Linked DNA regions of Gossypium hirsutum: region 1 is linked to region 2. A link is a contact called in public Hi-C data. All regions are on one chromosome and are shown on one strand. Each heading gives the region's core, a stretch centred on a gene start, on an enhancer-like site or on the middle of the called end of the contact. The rest is flanking DNA. Distances are from core to core; before and after follow the strand shown.

What was found. Hi-C and Micro-C count contacts between places; a contact is called where the count stands out from the background.
Region 1: a Hi-C map of leaf shows a contact between it and region 2, with 4 times the contacts expected there. The contact joins the promoter of LOC107910692 here to the promoter of LOC107910699 in region 2. A contact is called at or near these places in 8 of 34 Hi-C or Micro-C datasets (anther, callus and leaf).

What each region holds. Positions count from the first base shown.
Region 1 is chrD02:23,525,773-23,529,362 of Gossypium_hirsutum_v2.1, forward strand. It overlaps LOC107910692 (serine/threonine-protein kinase BSK1), which reads right to left and starts at 1,822. Exons shown (of 10, transcript XM_016838651.2): 1 at 1,026-1,822; 2 at 789-924; 3 at 333-466; 4 at 144-249. The coding sequence starts at 1,394.
Region 2 is chrD02:23,387,980-23,391,974 of Gossypium_hirsutum_v2.1, forward strand. It overlaps LOC107910699 (protein FREE1), which reads left to right and starts at 2,062. Exons shown (of 10, transcript XM_016838663.2): 1 at 2,062-3,097; 2 at 3,387-3,473; 3 at 3,587-3,718. The coding sequence starts at 2,261.

The sequences.
Region 1 (3,590 bases), core at 572-3,071, 140 kb after region 2:
TAATTCAGATCTAAACATTTGAAAACAATTGACCAAATGAATAAGTTTTGGATTTACACATACACACAATGGAAAGCAAGATTGTCTTCTTTCTCTTAAGTGAGGGAGAAGTTGAATAATAAGAAGAATTAAAAAGCTGTTACCATTTCTTAAATACTCAGGAGGCGTGTATGCAAGATTTGTACTATAACTTTTTCCATCCCTGCTGTTCTTCATCAAACCAAAACATGAAAGTCGAGGATCGCCATTCTGCAAAAACCATTAAAAAGGTTATTAATATGCTCGACAAAACAAATACCAAGAGCTAAAAAAAGAGAGTTTTGTTGCAATACCTCATCAAAGAGAACCCTATATGCATTCAAATCATGGTACAATGGACGACCTTCGCTGCTACAATAATCTAATGCTTCAGCTATGTATAAAGCAACTCTCAACCGCATAGCCCACTCAATAGTCTGGTTCTCCCCTGTCAAGCAAATAAAGAACAGAAATTATTTTCAAGCCAAAAGGTGAAACATTAAAAGGAAGACAATATGGCCACACAATATGATTTTACATTTTTACTTATGTTACTTGAAAAGCATGACTTAAGGTGATAACTTAAAGATATTATCATGCAGGATCTAACTAGTTGAGAGACATTAGTTGGAAACAAGAACTTAACAGAAGACATCAATAAACACCCAACAAGTTAGGTCAGAGGAAGTAATAATTGCACTCAAATTTAATTATATTTAGTTTACTTTTGTTCAGAAAAAAAAAAGTGATAGTAAAAATTGGAACCATACAGTGAAATAAATGCTTTGCAAGGGTATCATTCGGCATGTATTCAGCAACAAGCAATCTCTCGTCGCCATCGCAGCAATACCCAATCAAATTAGCCACTCTCTTATGTCTAAGCTTTCCAACACCGCGAGCTTCATCCTTTAATGATAAACGGAAAAAGAGATTAAAAAGAACAAAAGAAAATCAGAAGAAGGGAAACCCTAAAAATGGAAATGATTCAACGAAAAAAGAAAGCATACGGCGAATTGTTTAGGATCGGGCCAGGCTAATCTAGTGAATTTCTTGATGGCGATCCGACGTCGATTATTGACGTTTTGGAGGCGGCCTTTATAGACCACATTGGGGGCCTTTTCACCGCATTCATAGACGATGAAATCGGAACTGAAGTTGTTGGTGGCAGCCTTGAGCTCAGCAAGGGAGAACTCGGAGAAATCAGGGAAGCCCGCAGCCCCACCGGCAAGGGAATCTTTTCCAGCAATGGAAGGTGAGGAAGGGCCATTATTGGTCTGAGTGAGACGATTGGTGTTGGTGTTGTAGAGGTGGTGGTGGTGATTGGTTTTGTGCAGTGAATCGGGTCTTCTTAGAAAGGTGGATTCGCAGCAGCCCATAACTCGGGGTGAGTTGACTCAGACGACTAATTTATAAATTATAACCATAGAGATCCCTCTTCCTCTTTGATTTATTTAATCATTTAAAAAAAAAGTCATATAGTTTGGAGTTTATTCAATTAATGGAAGAGGGAAGGAATGGAGAAGCTATTTGGGTTTGGGAAGTTTCGAAGGAAGGAAGGAAGGAAAGGTGAGGACGACGTCGTGTGGGCGACTGTGTGTGTGTGTGTGTGAGAGAGAGAGAGTTTACACCATAGGAGTGTGAAAGAAAGAGAGAGAGGCTTCTCTTTCTTTCTTTCGTTGTTTCTCTCTCTCTCTCTCTCTCTCTCTCTCTCTTTTTCCGTTGGCCTCTTTCTGCCCTTTCTGCACTGACAAAACCTTCTGTCCCTTTCTCGACGTTGCTTTCTTTCTTTCTTATATTTTTTGTTCTCGCCTTAATAACAATTGTATGTTACAATAGTATACTAATAGTCTATAGCTATTGAATTGTCCTTTTTACGTCCTTGATTTGATTTGATTCAAGGGTCTTTTTGTCTTCATCTACTTACTCAACTTCTATTTCTGCGTCACTCTTAACTCCATATTTAATCATATTTATTTTTAGATGACTTCTTTAGAATTGCATTTTATTTCTGTATTCTAAATTACCTCATATAAATTTTCTATAAATAATTTTTTAAAAATAATTTTCTATAATTATTTAATACTTATTTAAGAAACCACTACAGAATAAATCTAGATAACTATTTGTCTAGGTTCCTCCTACCTTAAACAACCATTTATTAAGGTTCATTTTCAACATTATTTTTAATAATTTTTATTAATTTTAACAATTTCTTATCATTTTAAATAATTTCCTTTTTTTGTAATTTTTAATAATTATTTGAAATACTATGTCGATATCATGATTATAAAAACTTTATTTTTTAGGATTTTTAAATTTGTTTAAATATTGTCACGTTAGCAGGAGGTACATGTGGCACTTCATGTGTCATTTTCTAGTTGCTCAGCTAGCCATGTCAACGTTTGACAGTAGAAATTGGTAGAATTTTAACAGAAGGACTAGTTTTCTTTTTTATTTAACATACGAGAACTAACTTGTTCATTTTTTAGCAAAGGGAGAAAAATGCAATCTGATTCCTACTATAGGGGCCTCCATGATACTTTTACTACATTGGGTTCTATACTTTTTGTTTCAAATAAAATTTAATTTTACCTTGGATATTATTTTCAACGTCATCGTGTTTAACGGTGAAATTTTAATAGAATGATCAATTTGCACTTTCCTCTAATGTATAGAGGCTAATTTGACCATTTTTTAGTAGAATAGGCAAAATGTAATCTAACTCTTAGTATAGAGGCTTCCATGGTACTTTTACCATTATAATTTTTATCACCCATTATTTTATTCAATGAAAAAATATTTATTTTCTTGAATTATGATATTAATTAAAAATAATTAATTTTGGAAATTTTAAAATTAAAATAATTAATTATTTTAAGTGAAAGATAAATTTTAATGATAATTATTTATTATTATAAATAGTATAAATTTTAATGATAATTATTTATTATTATAAATAGTATCTATACTTATTATAAAATATTTAACTTAGTATTATGGGTTGATTGAACTTTTGTCCTTTCATGCTTTCTTTTAAATGATAACTAGCTTATATTATGATAATAATGCTTTTGTTCTTTTATACTTTTATATAATCCTTTCATACTTTAATATAATTTCTATTTACTCTAATCTAATCTTTAAATAAAAAGATTAAAAAGTACATATCCAAGAATCAAACATGTGTTTAATAAAATTTATTTACAGTCAGGAAATCGATAGTATTTGGACATGCAAGAAAGGATGAAAGTTATGGAGGAGTAACTGCTTTCACAACAGAGAAGATATGAGGAGCAACAAAAGCATACAAGAGCAAATGGATAAACAGAGGCAAGCAGATGAAAGAAACACAAAGAACGAAAGGCTAATAGAAGAATTGAGAGTATGCAAAGTGGTCCATGATCAAGATCCACCACGAAAGGAGGAGGAAACCATTCATTCTTAGCATAGACGTCGGCATGCAAACTAAGGCAATGATGATTTGGTAGATGATATTGATGTTGATAATAGCTATGAAAAAGAAGATAATGATAGTTATAGCTATTATACTAAAATACCTTAGAGCGGAAAAT
Region 2 (3,995 bases), core at 812-3,311:
GTCCCCAAAATGCTGCGTTGCATAAGGACCGGAATGAAATTCGGGGGAAATTATGCAATCCAATTTAAAGAAAGAACATAAACTAGCTTGAAATCAAACACAAACAAGGAGGACTTGGAACGCAAAAAGACCAGAAAGGCTGGACGTGCGGATCCTTCCCCGGGTCGGGTCACCGCGCGGGTTGCAGGCCTTTAACGACGCCATTTTGAAACCATAGCATTGGCGTCAAACGACGTCGTCTTATGTTGCTTAAAACCAAAAAAAAAACCTAAAGTATCAGCAACCCTCTTTTATTTTGAAAGAAAACCTAAGGCAGAGAGGCCTTCCCCCATGCGCCGCTTCAGCATCAGAGTTCCCAAACATCTGGTTCCAAATGGAACCAACGAAGGATTCGACGGCCAGCTTAACTAGTTAAGGGCTCTCCCTTTTTATTTCAAAAAGATAAAAACGATGAAAACGAATGTAAACTCAGAGAGAAAAAGGAAGAATCAAACAATAATCGGGAAGCTAATCACCTTTTGAACGATTTTTGCTTTGTTAAAATGTTTTTTTTCTTTGTATTGATATCGTGTGTGAAAAAAAGGAAAAAAATGCCCCTTTTACATTGTTTTTCTCCCTTTTTATAGCCGGAGATAAAATAAAAATACAATCATAATAAAAATTCTAATTTATTTTTGCTATTATTTTTTCTCCTATTACCTATTTTTTTACTGATGTCCCCTTTCTACTTTTCTTGCTGCGTGTTTTTGCAGGTGAAACCGTCGTACGGAAGAGGGACATGGCCAGCCTGGAAAAGGCGCGCGTGGACCTGGCGCGGAGGCGCAACACGCGCGGGGATCTGACTCTGCTACGTTGTTTGTCTTTCGTTTGTTGCAGGAATGGTCGTACGATGACGTGGCACGGTACAGCGCGTGGAGGCGTGGGGAGAAGGAGGTGCTCGTGGCTAATGCAGCGCTGGATACTGTTAGGGTTTTCTGTTTCCACATTAGTTGGGCTAGGTTAATTGGGTTTTGGTTTGGACTAGGTTAAGTGGGTATTTGGGATCTGTTTGGGTTATTGGGCTATCTGTAAATGGATATTATTATTTTTGGACTTTATTTATTTTTATTTGGTTTTTTTTTAATTTTTGAACTGTATGTGGGTCGGGAAATTTTGGGCTATTACACCCATCCTAGCGACAAATTAACTCATTCGTCAACACTATTAAAGTTAATCCTAATCTATTAAGTCTAGATCGCAACCTTAATTTTCTCTTTCAAGAAGAATAAAGATTATCAAATTAATACAACTTGGTGGTTGGGCAAGCAGATTAAATAAGCCTTGGAATGAATAAATAATTAACAATGATCAAAATAATCAAAAAGAAAATAATTTAATTAACTAAGAAATATGGTTCATTATTATTCTAAGAAAATAGAGATTAGTTCATATTGAGTTGAAAAAATTACACAAGAAAATATTTAAAACAAACTTGCATCAATAAAAAGTAAAAAGAAACAATCTAGAGAGAAAGTAGTTATAAAATTTATGCCTAAACGCTCTAGATCTCTTTTTCTTCTTGTCTTTGCAAGTTTGAAGTTCTTCTTAATGTGAGAGAGTTGTTCTTTATCCCCAAGTTATTTCCTCCTTGTTTTTTTTTTCTTAAATCTAACCACCCTTATTTTTTGGTTCTTCAATCGCATCGCTCAATCGTATGCAGAAGTTGTAGTGGAACGTCCACTACATTGAATTAAATTTGGTGGAGTGAAAGACTTTTGTTCACCACTTTTGGCTCTTTGCTCCAAGTTTTCTTTTCTTCATCTATGACAAAAAAAAATAGAGAAAAAAAAATAACAAATGAATCCAAAGTAATTATAAAAATGATAAAAACAAGCAAAAATCAAATAAAGTATAAGTAATCTAAAAAACTATAAAATGTAATAAAAAGTAACCTAAATGTTAAAATTAACTCCTAAAATACTAAGAAAATTATACTAAATAACTCTAAATATGAGAGTCATCATACCGCATGCAATGTACATGATATAAGTAGTATTCTCACAAATGAAGAAAAAATAAAAGGGAATGGAAGCCCAGCAGGCTTGGAAAGTTATGGGCTTCAATCCAGAGGGCAATAATGATTAATCATCATTTGGTGTGTGAAATTATTGCCAAAATTAAATTATTTAGCACTTGCTTTCGGAAGACGGAATAATAACCCATCAAATTCGGCATAGTATTAGAAGTTAGCATCAAATTCAGGATTCAGAGCAGATCAGCCATGCAACAAGGAGATTTCAGCTCCTCCTATTATCACCCTTCAAACCCTAACACCTCCAACCCATCCCAATTTCATCAATCACCTTACGCATCAGCACCGCCTTTTTCCCCTTCCGATTACCAAAATCCTGATCCCTCTTATGCTCCTCCGCCGCCAACTACCCTGAATTCGCAACCGTCTTTCAATCAGCATCCGATCGCGCCAAAGTCGGCTCCCGCTGCCCCTTCTTTCCCGCCTTATGATTCACCTGTCTCCCAGCCACCTTATTACCAGCCTTATGATCAGTATCCTAGCTATGTACCTCCTCCACCAGACTCCAACCCCAACCCTATTCCGCCATACTATTCAACCCCATATAATCAAATAGGATCATCACAATCCTCTGTCCCTCCTGCTTATGACAACCCCTACGATAATTCCATGAAATTGGATCAAAGCAGTAGCAGTTATTTCGACGATAAATTCGGAGCACGATATAACCAGAGCAGATACGATATGGGATCCGATCTCTATGGTAAGCGATATGATAGCTATTCACACTTCGGTGATGATGGTGGATACGGTGATGGGGTTTATGCTTATGAAGGAGGAAAGGTGGAGCCTTATGGGGCAAGTGGCACATCCCCAAAATCATCGACTTGGGTCCAATTCGACGATTATGGGCGGGCCATTAATTTCCCTTCTGGGAAGGACTCGTCAGGTTCATCTTCTGGTAAGATTGTGAGGGCGGTGCCTAAGGCGGAGACCCTGGAAGCCGTAAAGAGTCGGGTCCAGAAGTTTCGGGTTAAGTTGTTGAGTGAAGGTGGAGGAGAAGGCCCCGTGGATGTAATTTGCCAGGTAATTCTTAATTAGGTTGGTTGAATTTGATTTAATTTTGTCTGGAAAGATGAAGTTCCTGGCATCAATTTCAGTATGTTGAATTATGTGTGAATTTAAACTGAATGGCTAAAATGATTTGGAGTTTCGTTAGTTCTGTATGGTTAATCAAACATTTTAGTTCATATTGGAAGTCTCTAGTTCTGTATGGTTTATTTATATTGTTGTTCCTATTAATAGCAGATAAATGCGTTCTTATATTCATCCAGTACTTTAGACTCATAATATAGCTTAATCTTTTTGGTGTCAGATTGGTTTAGATGGTATTCGTATGCTTGACCCTAGCACCAGCCGAACTTTGAGAATATATCCCATTGAGAACATCACAAGATGTGAAGTAAGTTACATAGTATATAAGTTTTTAATTTTTTTTTCCTTCCTCAATATGTTTTACTTTGTAATTTTCTCTTTTAATGACGTGGCCATTGGGTATATTTTCTTCTTATGTAGGTGACCGACACATCTACTTTTGCATTCTGGTCGAAGAGCTCTGTTGACATTGAACCAAGACGGATCGGGTTGCAATCAAACAGTTACACTACAAACACCCTTCTGGATATTGTAACAGCTGCAACTGTACAGGTTGGTGTCAGAGAGTTATAATTTTCTTAATTTCTTATGACAGTTCATTGTTTAGTTTCTATCACTTCTTCATTATCATTATCCCCCCCCCCGGGTCATGGTTGGTAAATTCTCTAGAGTCATACTTTGGATGAATTCTGCATTCCTGCAAATGGACACAAAAGCTGACTTAAAATGCACACTCGGTAAATAATTCATAGAAAGACATACACACACATATGTACAAAGTCTACTCATTTCTTTTCAGGAGTCTGGAGAAGGAAAATAGTGAATTATC